Regions from separate parts of the Mus musculus genome. Here region 1 is linked to region 2. A link is a contact called in public Hi-C data. All regions are on one chromosome and are shown on one strand. The core of a region is the stretch at or near the end of the contact, and the rest is flanking DNA. Distances in the headings are between cores, read along the strand shown.

Evidence for each region. A called contact is a pair of places that touch in the nucleus more often than the background predicts.
Region 1: a contact with region 2 is called in a Hi-C map of uterus, with 2.6 times the contacts expected there. The contact joins two enhancer-like sites. A contact is called at or near these places in 19 of 484 Hi-C or Micro-C datasets (cerebellar granule neurons, cerebellum, cerebral cortex and 9 more), 9 of 115 datasets of contacts at active chromatin or transcription factors (astrocytes, differentiating embryonic stem cells, embryonic basal ganglia and 6 more) and 1 of 9 other capture datasets (embryonic stem cells).

What each region holds. Positions count from the first base shown.
Region 1 is chr7:83,476,563-83,480,030 of GRCm38.p6, forward strand. No RefSeq gene overlaps it. Among named protein-coding and RNA genes, the nearest start is that of Gm10610, 72 kb to the right of the region's middle. Within about 2 kb of position 1,594, at least 27 of the 459 cell types and tissues checked have an H3K27ac peak or open chromatin away from gene starts, as enhancers often do. A contact at or near this core is called in cerebellum, embryonic basal ganglia, neural progenitor cells and 1 more, where this site is marked.
Region 2 is chr7:83,200,580-83,203,818 of GRCm38.p6, forward strand. No RefSeq gene overlaps it. Among named protein-coding and RNA genes, the nearest start is that of A530021J07Rik, 54 kb to the left of the region's middle. Within about 2 kb of position 1,677, at least 71 of the 459 cell types and tissues checked have an H3K27ac peak or open chromatin away from gene starts, as enhancers often do. A contact at or near this core is called in cerebellum, embryonic basal ganglia, neural progenitor cells and 1 more, where this site is marked.

The sequences.
Region 1 (3,468 bases), core at 344-2,843, 280 kb after region 2:
TAGGTGAAGGACACAGATCTGAGAAGTGGCCAGGCAGGCTTGGAATCTGGCAGTGGGTTTGAGACTCTACCCTTCCCATCTGTATGGACAGGGTGGGTCCACTAATTTACAGAATCCTGTGATTATATGCTGCATTCGTTAGAGACTATCAGGGCAGTAATCCAGTGTGGGCAGGAGCTTTTCCTCAGTATCAGACCCTGCACACGCATGGCCTTGGTAAGATCTTGAGATGCTGAATCAGCTGCTCTGGAACTTACATCTTTCAACTTGGTTTGCTTGCTTGCTTGCTTGCTTGCTTGCTTCCTTGCTTGCCTGCTTGCCTGCTTGCTTGTAATAGGTTTCATAGAGCCCATGCTAGCTTTGAACTGACTGTGCAGCCACACACAACACGGAAGCCCTGATCCTCCAGTCTCTACCTCCAAAGTGCTAATATGACAGCTCTTTCTTCCATCTTTAAGATGAAGGCCAGTTGCCAACTGGCAGACTGTGCTAGCAGAGGCTTCTGTGCATCTGGTAGCAAAGCGCAGGCTTTGCACACACTGGGCTCCATGGGATTACTATGAATGAGGTGGCTCACTCCCTTCATAACATCAGTGTCTGCCTGACTCTGAACAGCATTGCTCCGTTGTAGGTTTGTTCTTGAGTGATTCATTCCTACAAGCAAAAGACCCTTGGGAAGGTAAAATCTTGATCCAGATGGAGTGCCATTGGGATAACTACTGTCAGCAAATCTTGATAATCGTTTAACTATCATAGTTGACTCTTAATTTAGCAACAACAGAAAAAAAAATTTTTTTTAATTGAGTTATATATAAGTAGACTTCTGTTTGGATTACATTCTCTTAAAAATTTTTAATTACATTTTATTAGTGGTGTGTGTGTGTGTGTGTGTGTGCACATGAGTGGATGCTCCCCAAGAGACAACAGATTCCCATGTGTTGGAGTTATAAGCACTTGTAAACCTAACAATGTTGGTAGTAGAGACAGGAACTTGGAACAGTCAGTCCTCTGGAAGACCACTGCGTGCTCTTGACTGCTAAGCATCTCTCCAGCCCACCTTGTAATTTATTATTGGAGCCTTGCAGGTTATTATATGGTTAAAATCTCAGCTGTACATTTCTTAGAGGAAAAATACTCCAGGGCTCAGGGAAAGCTGCCAACCCCTGATGTTGCAGCCTTCGTATTTGGAGTGCTGAAAGAGATCCTCACACGCCCCGCCATCAAGAAAGGTTAAATTGTCAAACAAACCTCAGAAGCCTGCATTCGATTTTGTTGCTCAGCTACATAAGTGCTCGGAGCCTTAATAAAGGTATTTAACTCCGGCTTTTTCTGCCCTTATACAGGCTTCCCCATTGAGAACAGGGAGAAAGTTTTAATGTGCAAACACAAGGCAGGCTGAGCCAGTCAGTGGCTGCAAGGTTCCTGGCAGATGTCCATTGTTGTTAGAATTGATGGAGCACAGAGCTACACCGCAACCCACTGCAGGGAGTCTGTCACTGGGACTTCAGCCCAAAGCCTGGCACAGGCTCCCACCTCCAATCACTTGACCACTGGCTCTTTCATCTACAAACTGGTCCCTTAGCCAAACCATCCTTCATCCTGCCAACCTTAAGTGAAGGTCTTCAAAGTATCTCCCCCTCCCACCAGAGGCATATTTTCCTCCTTCACATCCTCCCTTTATCCAAAGAGCCACCAGCCTGGCCAGTCTTTCATCCTGTGGCCAAACCAATGGATGGCAGGGTGATTTTTTTAAGGTCTCTGTTAACACATGTAAATACACTATGAAATTCAGTGAAAGCATTAGAAACAACAGAATAGTTTTAACATCTGGATTATTTTGTTATTGTTATTGTTATTCTTTCTGAAACAAGGTCTCACTATATAGCCGAGGCTGATCTCGAACTGGTGATCACCCTGCCTTAGCATTCAGAGTGCTAGGATTACAAACATTCACCAACACACCCTGCTCAGACATTAGTGTTCTTGTCATAATGATGATAGTCTGTTTTACTTAAGTAACACACCCTTTCTTTAGGATGTGTAGATCTGCGAGGATACTCAGCAACCTTGCTATTGTAATGAAACTCTACTTCCTAAGAGGGGTTATGATAGTTATGGACCCATGGCATATCTCTGTCTCATGCAGGTGATAACTTCTGCTCTGCTATGAAATGTATGACCCCATGCTAAACATATTCTAGAAGTGAAGCTTGGAGCCTGTTACCACCCTTCTCCTAAACCCATCCCCACCCCGTCACCAACCTTTTCCCCTTATCCACCTTCACTTAAAGAATTCCATACCTAGTAAGAATAAAGTCCCTCTGGCAATCTCAGCATCTACCGTTTGTCCTCCTTAGGGCCAAGCTCTTTGTAAGACCAAAGGTGTACCAGAAAATGGTGTGCATATCAGCACTCATGGGCCCTCCTTGGACATAAGGGATTTTTGTTCTTAAAGTGCTGCAAGCACATGCATTGCTGAAACTTTACACAACTATAAAGTTGAGGTCGCACCTTCTCCCCAAGGAGCAACTTCTAACTTCTCTCTAACACAAATCTGTACTTGCCAACTCTTTTCAAGTAGGGTCTTTGCAAGATTGCTTCTTGTGTGTCTTTCCCCCATACTTCTACTTCTCTGCAAAAGTCCTCTTGTTGTCAATCACTTCTTGAAAATCTCTCTGTGAGAGTCAATTTCTTCCACTTATGAGATACCTTGGGAAAGACATACTCTCTGAGGGACTCTGGGAAGAGTACAGTCTTTGAGGATGATCCCTTGACTCTCTTCTTTGGCAATTTTGCACAAGTGTGTGTGCATGCAGGCGTGGGTGCATTGTGCGTGTGTGTCCTTCCTGACCTCCTAGACACAGAAGTGGCTGACACTTGTTCTCCAAGGCTGATCCATCTCATTGTTCTCTGCAACTTGAATCTCCCCTAAAAATATTGCCTAGTGTTCCGGGAGTTTTAGCCTATCGTATCTCCTCCCCCTAAGCTGTCTAATCAACTCAGAGAAATGCTGTATGTTGGCACGTGCCTCTGCCTTCACTGCTGCTCTCACTATGTGCCCATATCTGGTTCTTCAAAAGAATTTTAAAAATTAATTAAAGAAATTAAGAGAATATGGATACACCAGAATGTTATATTTGAGCACTTATTTTTGAGGTAGGTGGTACTACTACATGCTAAGATAAGTGCTAGGGAACAAATGATAAAAATTCTCGTACTCATGCCATCTCTTCCAGCTCTTAATAAATGGAGTTGGATTAATAAATAAATGTTGAACATGTGTTTTAAAAGCAAGTGGATAACGTTATTTTAGAACCATTGAAACTTTAATAAAATTAGCTCCAATTTTATACAACCTTAAGGAGGAAAAACAGAGTGATTAAAACTAAACTATGTATTAAACTAAAATATGCTTTAAAAGGTGACCATCTTAGTTTCAAAGCTGATAGCAGCCATAAGACTTGCAGA
Region 2 (3,239 bases), core at 427-2,926:
GGCAGGGGGCAGGGATACACAGTTCTACAAAACTAACAAGAAAGAGGCCAGTGTTTAGCTTCACCGATATCTTTAAAGGAGTGCTATACCTTTAAGACTAGTGGTTACATGCAAAGCTGCTCAAACCACAGACGACAAATGAAAATGTGATCATATCTGTTAAATCCTAAGCCCCTACCCTCATATATTCTGTGCTCAGCTTAATTCCCCCTCAACCCCTCCAGTCTGATTTCTGTCCCAGACTTTAATTGCTAGGTTTATTTAATCTTTTGATTTCATTCACATGTGTGTGTGCACGTGCATGTGTGCCTGTGCATATGTGAACATGTACCTGTGCATAAGTGTGTGTGTGCATGTCTGTGTGTGTGTGTTTCTTGTGTGAGAGAGTATCATTCTGTACTCCAGACTGACCTGGAACTCATGGCACTTCTCTTGCCTTAGCCTTCTGAGTGCCGGGATTACAGGCATGAGCCACAATACCCAGGCACCAGTTTTAAAACACTCTTCCACTGAAGCCTCTGCAGTCCCAGTTTGGCGCCAGGTGGGTATTCTCATTTAATAAACATGAATTAGACTAAAATGGCTTTCGTGGATGCGATGTTTCATTGTTCAGATCTGATGGAAGTACAGCTGTAAGAACTTGGGGAGCTGCTTGTTTCCTGACTAGTGAATAGCATTTGGAATAATGACACTGTTGTGAGTCTACCTGGGACACGAAGAGCAAATCCCCAGCTTCCCCTCTGCATGCCCACCAGCTGCTCCTTCTTTGCTCTTCTTTTCAAGGGATGTGAGAAATGTTCACTCATTTCCTTTGTCCTGATGCAGGATTCTCAACCCTGGCACTGCTGACACTCTGGTCGGAAGAGCTCTTTGTTGTGGGTGAATGTGAAGCCTGTGCAGTGGAGACACTCCGCAGCATTGCTGCTCTCTGTCCTAGAGACATTAGTATGTTTCCAGGCATTGTCCCCGGCCAGGGATAGGGTTGGGGGGTGGGGGGGGGCAAAGTCACTCCCAGTCAAAAACCACTGTTAAAGTATGCAAAGTCACTTTGTAATTCTGCAATACCATGCGGGTGTGTAGCATTGATGCATGTATTACTTCCAGCAGCTGATTTCTGCAGAGATGGAAAAAAGGGCCGATTGCTTAAATAACTGACTTCAGAGCACAGTGCTCAGCTCCTTAGTCTGATGAGTTTAGATTAAACTGCCCTTGCCACAAGTTTGAAGCATGCTCAGATGGCAGAGGGTGTTTTACCCAAGTCGCCACTAGAGGACGTTTCTGCAGTTAGCAGAGCTGTTTCTGGGTAAAGAACACTGGCTGCAGCTTGTTTGCAGACAGTCCTTGTAAGACAATGCAAGAGCTTGCCTGCTTGCAAGGGAGGACCCCAGATCCATCCTACTGGGTGTTTATTTTATGCCAAACTCTATCCCCAGGGAGGTACTCTGCTCCCGAGGATGGGATGCCCATGTTTAAACAGCATGAAATACAGTGTGGATGCTCCCGCTCCACTTCCGTGGTCACAGGGGCTAAATAATCTCACTCACTCTGCCTGCCAACTGCAGGAGAGACTCAGTTAATGTAATTAAAGGAAGCGAGCGCTTGCCTCCTCCTTCCCAGTCTTATGTCTTGCTCTCTGTGCTCCATCAAGGAACAGCTTTAATGGTCGAGTGAAGGGCTCAGCCCAGTGCACCATGAACTGGAGATAATGTCTGGAGTCAGGTTAACTGAACTCTCCCGCCAGCAGAGTCCATGCCATCTGCCCATTTATTGACAGCCTTGTCAGCAAAAATCTGGAGTCTGAAGGTGGGCAGGCAGCCAGCATGCCTTCCACTGTCTCTCCAGCGTCTCGCTAGCAGATGTTGTGCTTCATGCCTGGAGCTGCTGTTGGCAAATCACTGCATGCTCATGTTATTTATCAGAGGGTGCAGGGAGGGCAGGAAGGGAGATGTGTTTTCCAGGAAGAAATTTGTATTCCCTTCCAGGTTTTCTGTAGATGTTAAAAAGGAGGAGAAGAAGAAGAAGAAAAAAACTACTGCTTGAAACTGACTTTGAAAAATGGGAATTAATCAGCTTATTGTTCAACACTGGAAAAACAAAATGGTTCCAAACCACACAGTTATTTGAGGAGCCAGTGCCCAAGTTCCATGGGTTATGTGGATTTGAACACTTGCATCTGCTCGTTATGATCTGCCTGGCCTTGGAGGGTGCTTTTTAATTGGACAGTCACACAAATACAAAGGAGTGGAGAGTGTTTCTTTTCAATATAGATAATACCACACTCACACTGAGTTCTTATCCCAAATGCCCAAAAAATCAGTCTGACTGTTTACCGAGTGAATAGAGATCTAGGTGCAGTTCTGTGACTAGACAATGCCTGCCTTCCTTTGACAAAGGAAATCTGTCTGGCTAGCTCTTTATAGTTTAAAGGAGGAAACAGGAAAAGAGGGACCTTTTAGAAGTGAAATTCAGCCTCTCTCCTAGTTTTGCATGTATGCCTTACAAGCCACTCTAAGTGAGTCCCTCTTGGAAAGCCTTGCAAAGGCTGCTTCATCCAAGGATGCTCTTGTAAAGCCCCCAGCTAGTGGTTCATTTGAGCTCTGTGTTCATCTAGTTATCCATGACAAAGAATGTCTTCTATCAGGAGATTGAAATGGGGTGGGAAGAAAAATTATTGGCCTCAAAAGACCGGGAGGGCCAGGGAGCCCTAGAGTGAGCACCCATAGTCCCTCACTGGGAGGATGGTGCTCCTTGTTTCTCTGTTGATAACTTATTCCCATGGTCATGAAAAGGGCAAAGTCTCGGCCCAGACATCAGAGAATTCACCAAGGAGAGGACTGAGGTTGTCCATGCAGATCCAGGAAACAGATTGGCACCTCCAAGGCATCAGAAACCCACTGTTAGGGATCCTGAATCTCGCCAGGGAAGGAGAAATGCTGGCAAGCTGCGCTCCACTGAGATGTTTCTCTGCACCACGCTGAGATACATCTCACTGGCTCCTAATGAAATGGTACCAAGCAGAAGGGAGACCATAAAAGCCCGAAGCAAGTGAACGCAAAGCACACCTGGTTGCAAGCCCCCCAAATTAACGTGGAATTGCCTTTCTCCTTGCAGGGAGCCCTACAGCCACAGCCCTGGGAATCACCACTTCTAGCACATGCATCGTGCCTTAGGATTTTAGCATTTCTGCCAGCCTCATTTTCCTACCCAGTGGAAGTCTTCCCACCTGGTCGGTGTCTAGG